2 separate regions of the Mus musculus genome follow, and region 1 is linked to region 2. Evidence: chromatin contacts called from public HiChIP or PLAC-seq data. All regions are on one chromosome and are shown on one strand. Each heading gives the region's core, a stretch centred on a gene start, on an enhancer-like site or on the middle of the called end of the contact. The rest is flanking DNA. Distances are from core to core; before and after follow the strand shown. Region 1 has its middle 53 kb from the start of Sall4. Region 2 holds the start of Sall4 (spalt like transcription factor 4).

What was found. HiChIP or PLAC-seq counts read pairs in DNA pulled down with a chosen protein or histone mark.
Region 1: an H3K27ac HiChIP or PLAC-seq map of extraembryonic endoderm stem cells shows a contact between it and region 2. The contact joins the enhancer-like site here to the promoter of Sall4 in region 2. A contact is called at or near these places in 4 of 484 Hi-C or Micro-C datasets (embryonic stem cells, extraembryonic ectoderm, extraembryonic endoderm stem cells and 1 more), 14 of 115 datasets of contacts at active chromatin or transcription factors (craniofacial prominence, embryonic forebrain, embryonic hindbrain and 7 more) and 3 of 9 other capture datasets (adipose tissue, liver and pancreatic islet).

Annotation. Positions count from the first base shown.
Region 1 is chr2:168,818,033-168,823,016 of GRCm38.p6, forward strand. No RefSeq gene overlaps it. Among named protein-coding and RNA genes, the nearest start is that of Sall4, 53 kb to the left of the region's middle. Within about 2 kb of position 2,854, at least 17 of the 459 cell types and tissues checked have an H3K27ac peak or open chromatin away from gene starts, as enhancers often do. A contact at or near this core is called in extraembryonic ectoderm, extraembryonic endoderm stem cells and trophoblast stem cells, where this site is marked.
Region 2 is chr2:168,763,753-168,769,104 of GRCm38.p6, forward strand. Sall4 (spalt like transcription factor 4) reads right to left here and starts at 3,449. Exons shown (of 4, transcript NM_175303.4): 1 at 3,160-3,449. The coding sequence starts at 3,277. It overlaps Gm14261 (predicted gene 14261), which reads left to right and starts at 2,391. Exons shown (of 2, transcript NR_166178.1): 1 at 2,391-2,492; 2 at 3,030-4,358.

The sequences.
Region 1 (4,984 bases), core at 1,604-4,103, 54 kb after region 2:
GGAAGGAAGGAAGGAAGGAAGGAAGGAAGGAAGGAAGGAAGAAAGAGAGAGAGAGAGAGAGAAAGCAAGCAACTGTTGTAGGTATAAATAACTTTTTTTTTTAAAGATTTCTTTATTTACTATATGTAAGTACACTGTAGTTGTCTTCAGACACACCAGAAGAGGGCATCAGATCTTGTTACAGATGGTTGTCAGCCACCATGTGGTTGCTGGGATTTGAACTCAGGACCTTTGGAAGAGCAGTCAGTGCTCTTAACCATTGAGCCATCTCACCAGCCCGGTATAAATAACTTTTTCCTGGTTATGGTAATATATACTTTTGAGAGAGGAGTTGGAGTTGGAAGGCTGAGGCAGGAAGAGGCCAATCTGGGCTCCACAGTGAGTACCAAGCCAGGCAGAGCTAGAGTGAGCTGGGAAAGAAGTGGGGGGGAGTAGAAGAGGAAATGAAGGGGTACCAGGAAAGAAAGGATAGAGGGGAAAGGAGGAGGGGAGGAGAGAGAGAAGGGGAGGAGAGGAGATGGGAGAAGAGGGAAAGGGGAGATATTTAAGTTGGCCCTGGTGCCACAGGTCTGCAATCTCGACTACTCCGGCGGTTGAGGCAAGACAGAAGGTCCATGGGCAGCGAGGCAGCTGAGAACCATCGCATACCCGTGATCAGGGAGCAGATAGCTAGATCATTTTAAAAGGATGAGGGGAGCCGTCTCAAGCACAGGCTGTGTTCTCTCCACCCTTTGCAAAGGAGAGCTGTTGGACATTAATGTGGGAAGTGTAGAGTTGTCAAAGCCACTGAAAAGAAAACAGGAGTTAGTGGGGTTAGCAACCCCTTTTAGATGGAACAAGAACTCAGAGCTCCTTACCGGGAGCTGTCTGCAGTCTCAGGGGGCTGGGGCGGGAAAGGAGGATGCCACTCAATTGCAGACCTCTGAAAAGGCTGAATCCAGTGGAATCACCCAGGAGTTGTGTGGAGACTTGAAGCAGCCTCTGTGCTCAGTTTTATTAGGCATGCATTTGAACTTTAAATATGCTCTAGACACCTTGCCTTTTGTGGCCAGGAGCCTGCCCAGTAAGAGCACAGTAGACAGTTAGCACGAGGACAAACAGACGGAACAGGGAAGTAGCCACAGTGGCTCTTGGCTCTTACAGAGCTGTGCTGGAGGTTTCTGTGGAATCCCAGCCCACTCTCCATACACGGTGTCTAGGACCACGTCCCTCAAGGAGCGCTCGGACATTTGGCTTGTGCTAGCATTGCTCACCACAAAGCCTCTTCTGAGATGTAGGCATCCTTGTTCAGGTCTTCAGAACCGTGATGCTGATGTATTTTTGGTTTTGATTTGTTTGTTTTCTCAAGACAGGGTTTCTCTGTGCAGCCCTGGCTGTCCTGGAACTCACTCGGTACATCAGGCTGGCCTCGAACTCAGAGATCTACCCGCCTCTGCCTCTCAAGTGCTGGGACTAAAGGTGTGTGCTACCACAGCCAGGATTGTTGATACGTTTGGTGATTTAAAAGAAAACCAGGAGCTCAAGCCGTGGTGACTCCCCCACGGTCCCAGCATTGGGGGAGTGAGGCAGAGGCATCTGTGTGCATCCCAGAGTAGCCTGGGCTTCTTTGGGAGGTAGGGTCTCACTGTATAGTCCTGGCTGGGACTTGCTATGTAGACCAGGCTGTTCTTAAACTCCCAGACATCCGCTTGCCTGTCTCTCACATGTTAAGGTGTACACTGTTAAGGTGTAAAGTTAATCTCTCAAGAAATAAAGGTATAAATGCCCAAGAGACCATCTCAAACAAACAGACAGACAGACAGACAGACAGACAGACAGACAAACCAGGACTGAGGAAATGGCTCAGCAGGCTGCAGTGTCAGGACCGGAGGTGGGATCCCCAGAACCCAGAGTGTCCTAGGGCAAGTCGGTAAGCCCAGCACCTCTATCTCAAGGTGGGAGGTGGAGACAGGACAATCCTGGAAGCTGAGAAGTCTGGGGAGATGGGCGTTTCAGACTCTGAGTATCTGGGTCAGAGGAAGGAAAAGGAAATTGGGCATCTGGGTGGCTCTTGGACTCCCGGGCAGTTTCTGTTCCTCGCACACACGTCTGGTCTCCATCTCTAGATGAACAGGTCCTGAACACTGAGGGTATCTGCAGGGGACAAGGCATTGAAGTGGAGAGTGACGATGGCGAGGCGTTCTGCAGAGGTCCCTCTAAGGCTCTGACTAAGCCTCCAGCTGACCTTCCTGATCTGCAGGGTCTCCTCTCTCCAGAGTGCCTCCAGGTTATACTCGCCAGCTTCAGGCAGAGTGGGACACTTCCTCTCTTGGTTCGACACAGCATTCAGACTAGTTGTCCCTCTGTGTTATAAACAGCCCAGAAGGCCATGCTGTGGACTGACTCCCTGGTCTCCCCTTCCTTGCCTGTAAGGGTTTGTGGGGAATGTGACTAGGATCAGAACGGACCTGTGATTCCCCAGGTCCTCGAGGGCCACATTCTGCCTGTCACATTCTCAGAGCCAGCGCTGCCTCCAGAAGTGTTTCTGCTTCTATTGTTTATGGATCGTTACGTGACAAATTACCCCAAACCTAGCATCTTCAGATGATAACCATCCACTATCTCAGAGTTTCGGCAGGCCTGGAATCTGGGAGTGGTGCAGGGACAAGGGTCTGGAGCGGAGTCTGTCTTAAAGTGTCAGTCAGGATGTCGCCAGGTCCCATTACCTGACGCCAGTGGAAGGACATCTGCCAGGTACAGACACTGGAAGCCCCGCCCAAGCCCCGCCCAGCCATGAGAAGCCATTTTCTAGAAGGCATTAGAGGACCTCAGGCAGTATCTTCCAAGCTAAACACTAAGCTGGATCAGGTCGAGGGTGTGGTCCCGGAGCCTTTGGAAAGAAAGGAAAATCACCTTCACAGCTATTGCCAGGAACAGAGCTTGCTGGTGGCCGGGTGCAAAGCCCTGGCTTCCACCCCATCGCTGCAGGAAAACACATTTATCTGTATCCTAAAGGCGGAAGTATCTGACTCACATAAAGCAATTAACATTTCTCACTAGGTAGTCTTAGCTGGTCTAGAACTCGCTGTGTAGATCAGTCTGGCCTGGAACTCTTAGAGCTCTGCCTGCCTCTGCCTCCAAAATGCTGGTGGGGTGTGTTTTGTTTTCCTGTGTTTGCAAAACAGGCAGTCATCACATTTCTCTCCAGTCCTGTCCCACTGGAACAGTTTGTTCTGGAATAGTTTGTTCACGGTGGAAAGGCAGTCTCTGTACACCCTTGCTGGGGTGACCATGGCATTTTGATTACAGGCAGTGTTGTCTGAAGCGGGGGATGAAGACATGGACCCCACAATCCACAGCTTATCATTTACGTTGATTAACTCTCAAAGGTTAACTTTCTCTTTTCTCTTTCTCTGCTTTTTGTCTCTTTCTCCCTCCTTCCTTCCCTCCCCTTCCCCCCTTTCTCTGATATGGTGGTGGTTCATAGCCCCCGCCCCACCTCTGAAACATAGGCTGGCCTGGAAATTACCTTGTAACCCAGGCTGTCTTGAAGCTCGTAGCAATCCCCCAACCTCAGGTCCCGAGGGCTGAGATTACAGGTGTGTACCACCATGCCCAGCAAGATCTTTCTTAATCTATTGACCTAGTTAAGAAACATCTAGAAACATCTTCTGAGCTTCCAGGATAAGACACTAATTTCCTCCAGATTCGGGGGCAGTCCTTCTGTTACTGCTGAACTTAGCGCTTAGCCTTGGGGTGTCCCTGCTTCATCCCTTATGCTCATTTGATTCGAGCCCAGATTCAACGTTCATTCTGTAGCTCACTATACAGTCCAGGTAGACCTCAAACCTGAGGATACCCTCCCATCTCTGCCTCTGAAGGGTGGGATCGAACGTGTACACCTCCACAGCTGGCTGTGCCACGCAGGCCTTCCGACATCCATTGTTACAGTGGTCAGGGTTCAGATAGCCCAGTTTTCTAGGCTTTCAAACATCATGTGTCCTTGTCCCATCCACAGTCTCGATGTGCTTGGGAGAGTCTCCTGGCTGTGCTCACAGACCCTGCCCTGGCTCCTGGGGACCACTAAGATCACATCAACTCTTTCTCTCCCATTACCATCCTCCTGGTCCAACCTGTTCTCCCTGGAGATCTCCGAATTGCTGGCCTCTCTCCATCCCTTTTGCTACCTCCTGCATACAGCCCTGAAGCTACCTTGGCAGGGTCCTCCACGGAGTAACAGTGGGACCCAGAAAATGAAGGTGGGAAGTCGGGAATGGTGACACATATTTATAATTCCACTGAGGCCTTGAGGTTAGCCTGGGCTACAGGGTGAGCTCTTATCTCAAAAAACAATGACATTAAAAGTATAAGTGGGAGGCTGGAGAGATGGCTCAGTGGTTAAGAGCACTGACTGCTCTTCTGAAGGTCCTGAGTTCAAATCCCAGCAACCACATGGTAGCTCACAACCATCCATAATGAGATCTGATGCCCTCTTCTGGTGCACCTGAAGACAGCTACAGTGTACTTAGATATAATAATAAATAAATCTTTAAAAAAAAAAAGTTTAAGTAGGAGCCAGGCAGTGGTAGTGCACACCTTTAATTCCAGCACTTGGGAGGCAGAGGCAGGCAGATTTCTGAGTTCAAGGCCAGCCTGGTCTACAGAGGGAGTTCCAGGACTCCAGGGCTCTACAGAGAAACCCTGTCTCAAAAAACAAAACAAAACAACACACACACACACACACACACACACACACACACACACACACACCACACACACCACACACACACGGGGCTAGAGAGATAGCTCAAGGGTTAAGAGCACTGACTGATCTTCCGAAGGTCCCGAGTTCAAATCCCAGCAACCACATGGTGGCTCACAATCATCTATAATGAGATCTGACTTTCTCTTCTGGTGTGTCTGGAGACAACTACAGTGTACTTATGTGTAATAATAAATAAATCTTTAATTAAAAAAAAAGTTTAAGTGGGTAACTACTCACCTG
Region 2 (5,352 bases), core at 2,199-4,698:
TTTAGCGGCACATTCCTCCAATCTCAGCTTCAGAGGCAAAGACAAGAGCGTGACAAGGCTGGGACAGGTTAGAAAGCTGTCATGGTTACTACACAGACAGACTGGGGGGGGGGGTGTCACCAAACCAAAGCAGCTTCAAGCACCATGGCTAGGCTGTCCCTTACTAATGAGTACATCCCCCTTGCTCTAGAACCAACAACAAACACCCCATGGATTCAAGAAGGCTAAAGTCAAGTGGGAGGGGAACCACTGGGCGACCCTTGCCACCCGGGAGCCTTTATTCAAGGGAGCGAAATACCAAAACTACTTCAGGTTGTGAGAATTAACGGTGAGGTCCTTCGAGGTCCCAGGCTGGAGCCTGCCACATAGCAGGTTCCAGTGAAAACTGTCATTCCGTGGATGAAATTACCTCAACATGCAAGGAGTCTATAGAAAACTTTTTCACTGCCACTGTACACAAGGACCCAAAAAGCTGGGTGAATAAGTGGGGGTACACTAGTCCACCTAGGCAAGGTTACACCCAGAATGCAACGCCGAGCTTCCTCGTACTGAATCCTGCCAAAATTCTTTTCCCCAAATTCTCATTTGACATTTTACATCCAAAAGGAGGAGATTCAAAAATAACCATGCCTCAGCTCCCCCAAAACGGCTCCCGGTCCCCTACTTAAACTGAAATCCCCTTAATCCCCATCACCAATGACAAAGTATCGTTTACTGGCAGTGGAGAACCTCCGAGGGTTAGGGAGCACATTTTACATGCAATTAAATGAATAAAAAAGAAGCCCCCTCCCCCTTTTGGGGGAAGACTGAATTAGCTTGAAACCTTAACTAAGCCAGGCACAGGCAGGTCGATGAAGGATGGCGAGGAGCGCTAAATTACTAAAAACCTGGGAATCGTAATAGCTGAAGGTTGTAATCCAGTTTAGCACAAAGGGCATTTGGAACCCTTTTGAGAAAATGCTAATTTTCCTTTAAGTACTGTAAGCCCCTTCTCCTTGACCACCTGCGGATTTTTTGATCTGCTAATTATTGCCCGGATTTCATTTGCCTTGCTCAAAAAAAAAAAAAAAAAAACCTGCATTCTCCTACAGACCGACCAAGAGGGATCCAAAAGCTTCCAAAAGATTTATCTAAACTAAGGGTGATCCCAAAATGCAGGCATTAAAGAAATTTTAAAACAAAAACAAAAAACCTCTTCCCAAAACCACAATCGAGGTCCCCCTACAAACACATTTTAAGAACTCTTGGAGAAGATTCCCAAACACTGATGTTGATGCAGAAGATGGGGACCCCACAGAGATCACGCGTGTGCGGGTCTCCGGCCTAGCTAACCTCACTCACCAGGTGTGTGTCGCAGTCCGCACATGGCCGGTCTCCAGAGGGCGCCCGCACGCCAGAGGCCGGGCTCCGACCGCGAGTGATCCGCAGAAAACTCGCTTCCCAAGGCTGGGTGGCAGCGCGCGCCCAGCGGCCTCAGGGTGCAGCCAGGTTAACTACGACTCCAGCCAGCGGAGATTTCGGAAGCCCTTCTATAGCAAGCCACCTCTCCATGCCGCCCACCCCCAGAGTCCCCACCACCAGCTAAATAGGAGAAAAAAACAAAACAAAAAACACTAGTATGCGCTCACCCCAAATGGAGGGGGAAGGGAGGTCATCGCAGGACCAGGGGAGGGGTCAGGGCCGAGAGCTCGCCCCTCCTCTCCAGAGGAAGCAGGCGGGCTGAGGGTTAACCCTTTTGTTCCAGGTGGACCAAGCGACCCAGCCTCTCCATGATCTGCACCCCCACCCCTAGCTCCCCGGGCCAAGGCACAAAGAGTCCATCCCAGCTGCCCGGCCCTATGATGTGGGATGCTCCAACGCCCCAAAACTCACATCCGCCCCCTCGAACAAGCAATGACCTTCCAGTTGCCCTGGGGGGCAGGGGGGGGGGATACAATGAGGTAGAAGGTCACTGAACTTTGATAAACTCGTTAAGTTTGGGAAAAGTAGGATCCCACTCCGGGGAAAACAGGAGCGCCCAAGCAGAGCGCGCAGAGTCCGCACACCGCCCACCATCCGCGGAGAGCTGGAATCGAGCGGGAGGCCCAGGGGGACTCCCTCCTCCCAACGTTCCCGGTTTCTTCGGCGACAGCACGGCGGGCAGGGACGAGGGGCTCGCCCGCAGCTCCCGGCCGCGCTGAGGTCCTGAACTCCGTGGAGGCTCAGGCCGGGTCAGCCGCAACCCGACCTCTCCCCTTTCACCTCCCGGGCGTGTGCTGAGCAGTGCCGCCCGGGGGATCCGTGCAAAAAAATAAATAAAGGAGCGGGGGTGCGCCCCAGAGGGGGTGACCATGCACCCGCTGCCCGGGCCCCGGCCCGCACCCTCCCGCTGGCCGCGGTTATTTTTAGATAGTCGGAAATCAAAGATGGCTGGAGGTCAGGCCCCGAAAGGTTAGGGCGAGGACCGGCAGCAGGCGCCGTAGCCCCCGGGAAAGGCGGAAAGAAAAAAAAAGGTAAACAAAATATCTAAAATTACAAAAAAATAAAAGTTCCCTTCCTCCGAAAGGGAACTAAGCCCAACAGCCTCCCCCGCCCTCTGCGCTGTGCGGGTGGCCCGTACCCCGGCCTGGGGGTGGGGAGAGGTCGCGCCCCCTCCCCCCACTCGGCCTGGGAGGGGCGCGTGCAACAGATCGCCCTCCTCGGGGGGTCCCCCAGAGGTGCGCCCCTCCCCCAGGGGCCCCCAAGAGGGTAGTAGAGAGGGTGGGGAGACTTGGGGGTCTCTTTCTTTTAAAAGCGGCGCCACTAGAGAGGGGGTGAAGGAAGCCCAAGTTACCGGCGTAGGTGGGTGCTTATGTATCCAAAGGAGGGAAACCAATTATGGGACTGTGGACGAGGAGAGAGAAGTTGGAGGGAGAGGCAGAATGTGGAATCAACTTTACAATAAGAGGGAGAAAACTAGGGGGATTTGCAAAGGGGTGGGCGGGTTGAGGCTCCCTCCGAGGTGGGGGATTGAGGCTCCCTCCCTCCGCATCTCTCCTTTCCTGGAACAGAGTCCGGAATCCCCATTCCAGAATCGGCTCCCGGAACCCGCGCCCTCGAGGGACGCGCGGCAGTGCTAGGAGCGCCCTCCCGGGACGCACGGACAGTCGGGCGCACGGACGTGGCCGCAGCCGCACTCACCGGGTTCCTCCGCCGCCAGCGCCTCGGCGAGGTCGGGGCTCGGTAGCTGCTGAGGCTGCTCGCCCTGGCCCTCCTCCCAGTTGATGTGCTGGGGCTTCGCCTGCTTGCGCCTCGACATGGTGCGCGCATTGGGGCGCCGGGAAGAGCCCTGGTGACTTGCCCCCTCTCCGCCACCAATTCCTGGAGTTGGGAAATTTTAGCCCCCTTCGGCCGAAACGCGCATGTCCCAGTAATTATTATTATCAATAATGCATTGCGATTTATCATGAGCTCTGACAGCTGATTGGCCTGGGTCCAAGACCTCAGAGATCATTTAAATAAGCCCTCATTGATCAGGGAGGGGAGAGGCATGCTGGGCCTTGTAGTCCGGCCCTACATGTGACAAAGGCGTGTTCATCTAGGAAGCATAGCTAATTAGCATCCGGGCTCAGATTGGCCGAGGCGTGGATCGACTTGGAGGTGGGGGGAATCATCCTTGCGGCCACTATCCGAATTCTGAGACGGAAAAAGGAAAATTGGTTTATTGAAAATCAGGGCTGGACATGAAAGTTCTAGAACCGATGTATCTCGGTTACGCGCTCCACAAAATTATTGTAGTAATTGGCGTAGTTGATAACTACCAGCTGAGAAAGGTCTTTCCGCTCACAGAAAAATAAGTCGGTTCAACTTTTCCCTCTAAAATCAAACCTGAACAAGAGACTCGAGTCCCTTTTCAATTTTCTTTTTACGGAAATGTTAAAACTGCGTTTTGAAGTGGCCGGTGGTACCTTCTGTCCATCCCACCTCCCCATCTTACCTAATTTCAAGCTCTTCCGAACCCACCAGGGTTTGCATCCTTAAAATGCTGAGTAATACTCGCGGGATTCATATTCACGAGCCAGGATTTGTTGTAAACTTCCTGGATTTTCGGAAGCACTTCTAAACCACTGTCTGCTAACTGTAGAAAGGGCAGATGAAAAGCAAACTTGCTAGAAAACAATTCCAGAATAGCAAGTGGTTGCAGATTCTATCCCTAAAGCTGTTCAGGGCTCCCAAAAGGTACGAGGGTGTTTGTACTTAACTGCTTTCTAGAACACTGCAATACAGAACTGACTTACAGAAAAGCCACTTCCTCCTGAAGTTGTGTGGTCCTGATTCGGGAATGCCTAGAATTTCCTAAAAGGGTGTGTATGGATATAAAAATTTATTTCTCAAATCTACCTAAGTTTAATTGGCTAACTTCCTTGCAACAGTGTCTGAGCTCAGTGTTGAAGAAGTTCAACTAACTGGCCAGCCCCCTCTGTGGCCTTCCCATGGGACCTGTGGACAGCTAGATCCTTATTTGACTTTGCCTTCATTATGAGAGACTGGGCAGACATCAGCCTCTCCTCCATCTTTCTGCTTTGCATTTTCTTGATTAGCTATTTGTCGTTTCCTGCTTCTGAGAGGCTGGTGAGGAAGGAAGCGGGAAACAGGAGCCTGACCTCATGAGCATGCTCACCTGTGCCTGTGGACAACCCAGAGCTGAATAAGTCAGCTGGACCACAGGTTTGATATGCGTAGCTAGCACTGAGCCCTTACAGAAATGCCTGCTTTCCAGTTCTGGTCTTTCTTCTGCAACGTAGCTTGAATTACTTCGAGCGCAACATCTAAAAGAAATAGGACAGCCCCTCCTGCCAGCCAGGGTGGCGGCGTGGTGGCCTTGGCGGGGAAGAATCTGTTTTCATGCTGCATAAAAGCACTTGAAGATTCTGATACCGAGTCAGAAGGCAAATTAACACCTGCCTTCTCGCTGACTAATCTACCAATATTCTCCACACCTTTCTGGGAAAGGAGCAGAGCAGGCGCTATAACTCACAAATCTGAAGGAATGTACAGTTTACAACTCAAGAAAGATGAGCCCTTTAAGGGAAGCATTGTGTAATATGGTTCTGTTCCTTTATCTAAGTTAGTGATAGTTAGGGCATAGCAGCTCTATCTGCCCTGGAATGAGGTGGGGACCCTTCGGCCACGTCAGTCAGGATAGTAATAAGGAGATGATGAAGATAGCTTTCATAAGGCCAAGGTAGGAAGATCTCAAGTTGGAAGGGAGGCCCTGTCTTTTAGAGAGAGAGAGATTAGGAGGAGGAGAAAACAGAACAATAGTTTTTTTATTTCATTTTAGTTTTAGTTTTTGGGGGATTTTTGTTTTGTTTGAGACACAGTGTCTCACAT